Linked DNA regions of Mus musculus: region 1 is linked to region 2. The links are chromatin contacts, called in public Hi-C maps. All regions are on one chromosome and are shown on one strand. The core of a region is the stretch at or near the end of the contact, and the rest is flanking DNA. Distances in the headings are between cores, read along the strand shown. Region 1 has its middle 75 kb from the start of Nr5a2. Region 2 holds the start of Nr5a2 (nuclear receptor subfamily 5, group A, member 2).

What was found. A called contact is a pair of places that touch in the nucleus more often than the background predicts.
Region 1: a contact with region 2 is called in a Hi-C map of liver, with 2.1 times the contacts expected there. The contact joins the enhancer-like site here to the promoter of Nr5a2 in region 2. A contact is called at or near these places in 2 of 39 promoter capture datasets (both in liver), 4 of 484 Hi-C or Micro-C datasets (granulosa cells and liver), 2 of 115 datasets of contacts at active chromatin or transcription factors (embryonic stem cells and fetal liver) and 3 of 9 other capture datasets (adipose tissue, liver and pancreatic islet).

Annotation. Positions count from the first base shown.
Region 1 is chr1:137,033,063-137,037,135 of GRCm38.p6, reverse strand. No RefSeq gene overlaps it. Among named protein-coding and RNA genes, the nearest start is that of Nr5a2, 75 kb to the right of the region's middle. Within about 2 kb of position 2,340, at least 10 of the 459 cell types and tissues checked have an H3K27ac peak or open chromatin away from gene starts, as enhancers often do. A contact at or near this core is called in liver, where this site is marked.
Region 2 is chr1:136,958,024-136,961,920 of GRCm38.p6, reverse strand. It overlaps Nr5a2 (nuclear receptor subfamily 5, group A, member 2), which reads left to right and starts at 1,473. Exons shown (of 9, transcript NM_030676.3): 1 at 1,473-1,694. The coding sequence starts at 1,631.

The DNA.
Region 1 (4,073 bases), core at 1,091-3,590, 74 kb before region 2:
TCCACTTATGTGTTTGCTAGACCCCGGCCTAGTCTCACAAGAGACAGCTATATCACGGTCCTTGCAACAAAGGCTTGCTAGTGTATGCCATGGTGTCATCGTTTGGAGGCTAATTATGGGATGGATCACTGGATATGGCAGTCTCTAGATGGTCCATTCTTTTGTTTCGGCTCCAAACTTTGTCTCTGTAACTCTCTTCTATCTTTTGACAAATGTTTCAGCCAACTATTCAAGCAAACTTCTGATCTTTTTTTTTTTTAAACTGTGTGAGTTTCCATGTTAAACCTGGAATCTCCATTCAGTGGACTCATATCAATAAGTTCAGCCTGATCTAGTTTTATGTTCCTTCCACCATTATCCCACATCCTTAAAAATCCATTCCCACACATATTCCCCAGACTTCTGCTTGAATGAATTAGCAAACTCATTAAGCTCTTTAGTGTAGTGCACCTCCTTGTGGACTGCACTCTCTACCTCGACTCTAAGGAGCCTGGTTGGCCTTAAGTCTGGTTTATAGGTCTAAAGGCAACTATTTGTGGGTCCTGAGGGACATCAGGACCTTGCCTGAAATCTCTTTCATACAAAGTCACTCCTGGTTGAGCAAACAATGAAGGACTAATTTCTTCAGTCAAAGACAGAAAAGACAATAATAATTATTTTAAGAGGAAAATACATCTTCTGTTAGGGGTGGGAGACTATTTCCTCAGGTGAGATTCTGAAGGATCCAATTTCTTAGTTTCCATAGAGTCCTCCCACACATCTGCATCCCAAATTACAGGAGTTCATTCTTGACCAATTAATATTTTTACTTAAACTGTGACTAATACCTTCTGTCTTCCTTTCTGTTTTATTGCTGTGAAGAGACACCGTGACCATAGCAGTTTTACAAAGGAAAACATTTTGTTGGGGCTGGCTTACAGTTTCAGAGGTTTAGTCCATTCTCATCGTGGTGGGAAAAATGGCGGCATGCAGACAGACGTGGTGCTAGAGAAGGAGCTGAGAGTTCTACATCTTGATTCAAAGACAGCATAAGAAGACTGTGTGACACACTGGGCATAGCCTAACATAGAAGTCCTCAAAGCCCACGTCCACCTTGACACACTTCCTTCAATAAGACCATACTACACCAACAAGACTGCATCTTCTAATAGTACCACTCGCTACAGCCAAGCATTCAAACACACGAGTCTGTGGGGATCATTCCTATTCAAACCACCACACCCTCTGAGAATGGGACTTGAGTTTTTATATAATTCAGCCAGTCTTACAAGGTGGGATTTGGTTTGGTTTTCTACAATTTAAGTTTTGTGGATGCTGGAGAGAATATTCTCTTCCAAGGCACACTTAAAAATCTTCAGCTATCTATGTGCATTTGGAGACAATCAATTTATCACTAAGTTCACTGATATCCTTCACCTATTCTGAAATGCCAGACATTGGTAAATTTTATCAGAGAACACATTTTTTTCCTTTGTTAATTCATCAAGGATGATGCTAGGAGCAATCAACCCGCTCCTTCTTTTGGAAAATCCTTATTTTTCCACAAAATTTCAAAAGGTGTATATACAGAGTCACAAAATCTGCTGCCTCTGACAACTGGTGAATCAAGATAATCAAATGCATTTGTTTCCTGATTGTAAAATGGCTTGCGGTTCTCTCTGAGCTTCCTGGAGAGACTCCAGTCACTAGAGAGGTTTTGGCAATTGTAGGTGTTGGAAGACAGAAAAGCCTATTGCAGATATTTAAAAGATTCATTCTTCTGCTTTGGATGCTCTAGAACCACTCCTGGTGACAAAATCTGTATTAGTCAGGGTTCTCTAGAGGAGCAGGACTTATAGACTACACACACACACACACACACACACACACACACACACACACATGATTTACTAGAATGGTGTTGTTGTGGTAAATATTATTTTGAGGGGTTTCTATCCCACTAAGACCATATCGTTCCCAAATAAAAGACACAAAACCTTTATATTTCCAAGAAGCCTTAGAAGCAGGAGAGCTGGGCAGATGTCAATCCTCTGTGCTATTTTGCCTACATCCCTGTCAATAACCCCAAGATATCACTTGCCATGTTCCACCTGGGTCACTCTTCCTCCATCCACCAGGATGGCCCTTATGGCCCCATGCTCACCAAACCAAAGCTAATCCTGTCTGCGGATAACATCTGAGCGTTGTGCAGGTTTGTCTGCTTGGCTGTAATGTGCCTACCTGATATATTTGGTAAAAGTCTTGACTTCTTACTTCCTCATGCTCTGTAATGACAGACAGACAGACAGACAGTTCACGAGCCTCATCCGTGGTGAAACATGTTACTCAGGGTGGCCTGAATCCAGGTTCCCTGGCCAAGGTCACTGACATTTGGCTCAGAACAAACTGTCCCTTATTCTCATTGAAGTGAGCCTGTGCTTCATATGAACACGGCCTTGAGCTTTACATTCTTGAATGCTAGTTTTTCCTGACTCACGTGACAAAATTGCTGTGCCCACATTTCTGAGTCCAGAAGAAACTTTTATGTACATGAATACTATGGTGTTTTTAGGCAGGGTCTCGCTGTGTACACTCTGCTATCCTCAGACTCTGATCCTCCTGTCTCAGGTATCAGACTAAAGGAGCCACCCACCTGCTCACAAAGAACGCGGGCTTGTTTTGCCTCACACGTCCCCTACAGGAAGATGGGAGGCTGAGGCAGGAGAATCACAAGAAGCCTGCAGGCCAGATAGGCTGGGCAACACAGCAGTATACAATGAGACCCTCTGTCACAAATGGCAGGAGGGGACTGACACCTGAGGTTGTCCTCACACCTGAATTCACATACACAAAACACTCATGTATAATCACATATATAATAGATAATATTCAATAAATTTCAATATTTCAAAGTTCAAAGTTCAGGGTTGCCAGATTTAATAAACAAAAATGCCAGACACCTAGTTAACTTTTAGTTTCAGAAAAATAATAAACCATTATGTTCAGCATAAATATGTCTATGTACTATTTGAGCTTGTGTACATACTTAAAAATTAGAAATACTTGAAATATCAGCTTACCTGGGCATCCTGTCCTTTGCCTGGCAATCCCGCTAATGCATTAACTGTGATGACTAATGTCACTATCAACTTGATTAGGTCTGGAAACACCTCTGGGTTATCACACCTCTGTGTCAGGAGAAGAGAAAGGAGTTTCCAGGGTCAATTTGATGGTAAGGCCTTTGACCTAATGAACGGCACAATTGCTCAGAGATACTGGGACTGTGGAAGGCTGGGCCCCGTTGGAGGAAATAGATCACAGGGGTATGTCCTTAGGGACTGACGTTGCCTCAGCCCTTTCCTGCTACTATTCTATGCTGCTTTCTGTCCACTAGAAGGGGAACAGTCTCCCCCTCCACGTACCATTGTTCAGCCTCACCTCAGACCCAAAACAATGAAGGCAGACAGACAACTCTGAGCTGTGTGGAAAGTCAGCCTCTCTTCCAAGTTGTCTATGGCAGGCATTTTGTTACAACAACACAGCAGTGACTAACTTGAAAAGTAATCTTGTATTTATCTTGAACCCAGGCTTTCCAGGAAGTAAATATCAGTAGGGAATGCTGGGAAGGCTCTCACATTTAACAACTTTTCTATTGCTGTGATAAGACCCCATGACCAAGGAAAGTTGTAGAAGAAAGAGTTTGCTTGGGGGTGGTCCCGGGCTCTTCTCGAAGAGGACCAGAGTTCAGTTCCCAACACTCATATTGGGTGGCTCACAACCACCTCTAAAAGCCAGATCCAGGGAGCCAATGACTGCTTCTGATCTCTACAGAAACCCACACACAACCACACACGTATATACACATAATTTAAAAATAAAATAAATTTTCAAAAATTAAAAAGAGTTTACTTGGAATTTACATTTTAGAGGGTAAGTCCATGACCATCACAGCCAGGAGCATGGCAGCAGGCAGGCAAGAAGACAGACAGCAGGCAGGCAGGCAGGCAGGCAGGCAGGCAGGCAGGCAGGCAGCAGGCAGGCAGGCATGTTTTCCACATGCACACAGACATCTACACATACATGAACATATGTGT
Region 2 (3,897 bases), core at 224-2,723:
CTGCCATGACGGTGCTGGGGACCAAACCAGGGCCTCAGCAAGAGCAGCCAGCTCTCAACCACTGTGCCACCTCTCCAGTTCCTCCCTTTGCTTTTGTGGGGGAAATTATTGCTACACAGCCCAGGGTTGCCTTCAGTGCACCATCCTCCTGCCTCAGTCTGTGAGTGTTGAGTTACAAAGTTTGTCACCATACCTAGTTGAGCCTGGGGATTTATGTATGCTAAACTTGTACACTCCATTATTCAACTATACCTGAGTTACTCCATTTTAGCTTCTAGAAGATGTATTATATGAAGAGTGATGCTTCAGAGACCTAAATAATTTTTAAGAAAAAAGCTGTTTTGCAGAGTTCTGTGTCCTTTAGCCTATATATAGGGAGATTTCTGGCATGTCAGACTGTTGTTTGATTGCTCAGAGAAATAACAACAAAGAAATAACTGACAAGAATTGACATCCTATGATCTTTTAAAATCCCTTTAATCTCAGCACTCTGGAGGCAGAGGCAGGGGGATCTTTGAGTTCAAGCCTAGCTCTACAGAGTGAGTTCCAGGATTGCCAGGGCTATATAGAGAAACCCTTGTTTCAAGGAAAACAAACAAACACAAACAAAACCAAAAACAACCAGAAAAAGAAACAACACCCAAGGTTGTATTCTGGACTCCTTATGCATAATCACATAGTGTACAATCTACCCCCCCTACACACAGGTGGGGGCCCCCACAAATACATACACACTTATATATACAGAATCATATATGAAAAATGCATTATACATGTATCATTTTGCTCAAATTTTATCTCAAGGTATTTTACTTTATGGAGGTAAAGAAATGACCGCTTTAGCCCAATGACCAATATACAAGCAAGCTAATGCCTCTTCTAACAAACATACAGGGTTGTTTTTTTTAAGGCAACTGGTCAAATGGTAAGTAAATACCCACGAGCTTGCAAGTGCTCCTGTAGGGTTTCAAAGTGTCAATCATATCTACAGTCATCATTTAAAGAATTAATGTCCGCCAATGTTATCATCTAAAATGTATTTGCAGAGGTCAGAAGAGCAGAGTCTGTCCTTCCCCATGCCAGAAGCAGTGACATCAAAGGGCCATGTCACAAGCTGCAGTTTAGTTAGTGGACTTGAGGTGGTTTGGAGTTTTTATCCACTAAGTATGATCTCCTGACCCCTTGGCTTTACAACTTTCCACACTCTGGGCTGCAGAAGAACCCCTCCTTTTCTGAGTTAATCATTTCTTTGCCATTATCTGCCAAGAGTTCTTATCTCTTTTGCTGTCACTTTATAACAGGGTCCTCTTATCAACCGGCACAGGGTCATGTGACCAGTTGAAGCCTATTGAAAGCTTCCTTTCTTCTGATTAGAAACCATCATGAAACTGGAGACATGGTTTACAGCAGGTCATACATGCTGGAAAAAGTGCAGAGTCCAGGAGAACACGGACTGGAGCCTTTCTGAATTCTGTTTTTTCCCCCTTTTTCTTAACTTTCACTAAGGAAATGAGGGTTACTGTAGTCTGAGGTTTCCTTCCCAAAGTCACAAAATATGACAAGCTGCAATCTTTCTCACATTCAATGATTTCTGCTGTAAGCCAAAGGACTGCCAATAATTTCGCTAAGAATGTCTGCTAGTTTGGATACTGGAGATTTTCAAGAATTTCTTAAGCATGGACTTACAGCTATTGGTAAGTAGGAAGCCACTCTCTTAACATCTGGCTGTTTTGTGCTACTAATGGTGGATTTGTGTTTTAATGTACTACTTTGCCTGCAGTAATTATTAAAAGCATACAATAAGCCCACACATATATCACACATTTATTTTTCTTGAAGTTGAAAGAAGCAAATGAGTAATTCAACACATGAATATCATTTATTGTATCCGGTGTTTGGGGATGCCATTGTATTAGATCCACTTAGCAAAAAGCTTAGGGTTTTGAGACAGGGTTTCTGTGTAGCCCTGGCTGTCCTGGAACTTCACTCTGTAAACCAGGCTAGCCTCAGACTCAGAGATCCACTTGCCCCTGCCCCTGCCCCTGCCCCTGCCCCTGCCCCTGCCCCTGCCCCTGCCCCTGCCCCTGCCCCTGCCCCTGCCCCTGCCTCTGCCTCTGCCTCTGTCTACCATGCTGGGATTAAAGGTGTGTGCTGTTACTGCCCAGCAGAAAGTCCAGTTGTTAATCATCTATTTCAGCCTTAACAATTTTTGATCATTTTGAATCAACCATGCCAAGTAAAGTTTTGAACATTTTGAAACAAGCAAATAAGATTGATCAACCACTGATCAAATAAAACTAACAGGGAACTTACCAGCAATGTGACATCTCAACTGGACCATGAGATGTCTCATTCACCGTGATCCTATAGAGATTTTTGTTTGTTTGCTTGTTTGTTTGTTGGCAAATGAAAGTCATTCAAGAAAAACAAAGTCAGCCTATTATTAAAGGATTCTTGGGGGTGGGGGGACTTACTGTGACTTGCTTTTAAAGACAGAAAGAACCACATACCCTCCCCACAAGTGGAACCTAGAGTTTGGGCACTTTCTAGGCAAGCACTCAATCTCTGGGCTACACACCTGGCCACCGTGTGAAGCATCTTGGGGTTCCTTGTTGTTGTTTGGGGATGAGTGAGGATTGAGTTTGGTTTTGGTTTTCCTGAGAGACAAGGGGTCTCATTATATAACCTAGGCTGGCCAGGAACCTGCTCTGTCGTCTTTCTCCTTGTCTCTCTCCATAATACCAGAACTGTAGGTGTGAGCTACCATTCCTGACTCATTATTTTAAAGGATAAACATCCCCACACATACATTTATACCAATATAGAGCCATAAATGTGGGAGTTTTACCATAAATTTAGTAAATACAGTAACATTCGGTTCATCCTAAAAGTTAAAGACAAAGGGAAGCAATTTCCAGTAGGTTGTGACCCTGCTGGAGAGCGTGTCCCCTTTGCTTCCTCTGGATAGGAGCCAGGGTCGACCCTTCTCCAGGGATGCTTGCGCCATCAGTGATTGCCAGCCCAGTCTCAGTTAAAACGGGATAATCAGGGCCCCCGGCTTTGCCCCTTTCCCTGGGGGCAGCCTGCTGACTCCACCTAAGGCACTGATTGCTTTTTTTATGGTCCAGCTACGCCCTGAAGTATCAATTGAGGAAATGTTCACCAAAAAAAGAAAACGTTCTGTACTTAACTAAAAAGAAAACACGGGGAAGTGAGTGCAGAGAGAGGAGAGAGAGAGAGAGAGAGAGAGAGAGAGAGAGAGAGAGAGAGAGAGAGAGAGAGAGAGAGAGACTCTTCAAAGGGCAGGGAAACCAGGGCTTTGTGAGCTTTGCATCCACTGAACGCTGAGCGCTTCACTTCGTGTGGGAACGTAGCGGGGGGTGGGGGGGGTGGGGGGGGGTGGGGGGGAGATGCGGGCCAGACAGGCGAGTGCACCCGAGAAGCGTGCTCCGGGCTTGCACCAGCACAGGGCTACCAGGAATCTGGGACCACACACGTGGTGCCCTAGCTGGTCCCTAGCCCACCGGGGTGAATTAAAAGATGGCCAGACAGCAAGCTGAGCTGTTTTCACCCACTGTACTGCAGTAGTCTCTCAAAGGCTCTGCTGGAACTGAGGCGGGATGGAGCTAGAACTGACTGGCCTCCAAGGGCTGCTGGGCCCATACTTCCCCAGAACCATACTGAAGGAGCCTCATCTGCCCTGGACCAGCTTACACTCAAACCCAAGGCTTACCTAAGCCCCTCAGATCGCTAGATCTCAAAATGACTGTTCAGTTCTCCCAAAGGGGTAAGAAGAGAGTGGAGAGAAAAAAGGAAGGAAGAGAGGGTGGGAGTGAGGAAGAGATAGGATCGCGGCGGGGGCGGGGGGCGGGGGTGTCTATGTAGTATTTAGGCGTA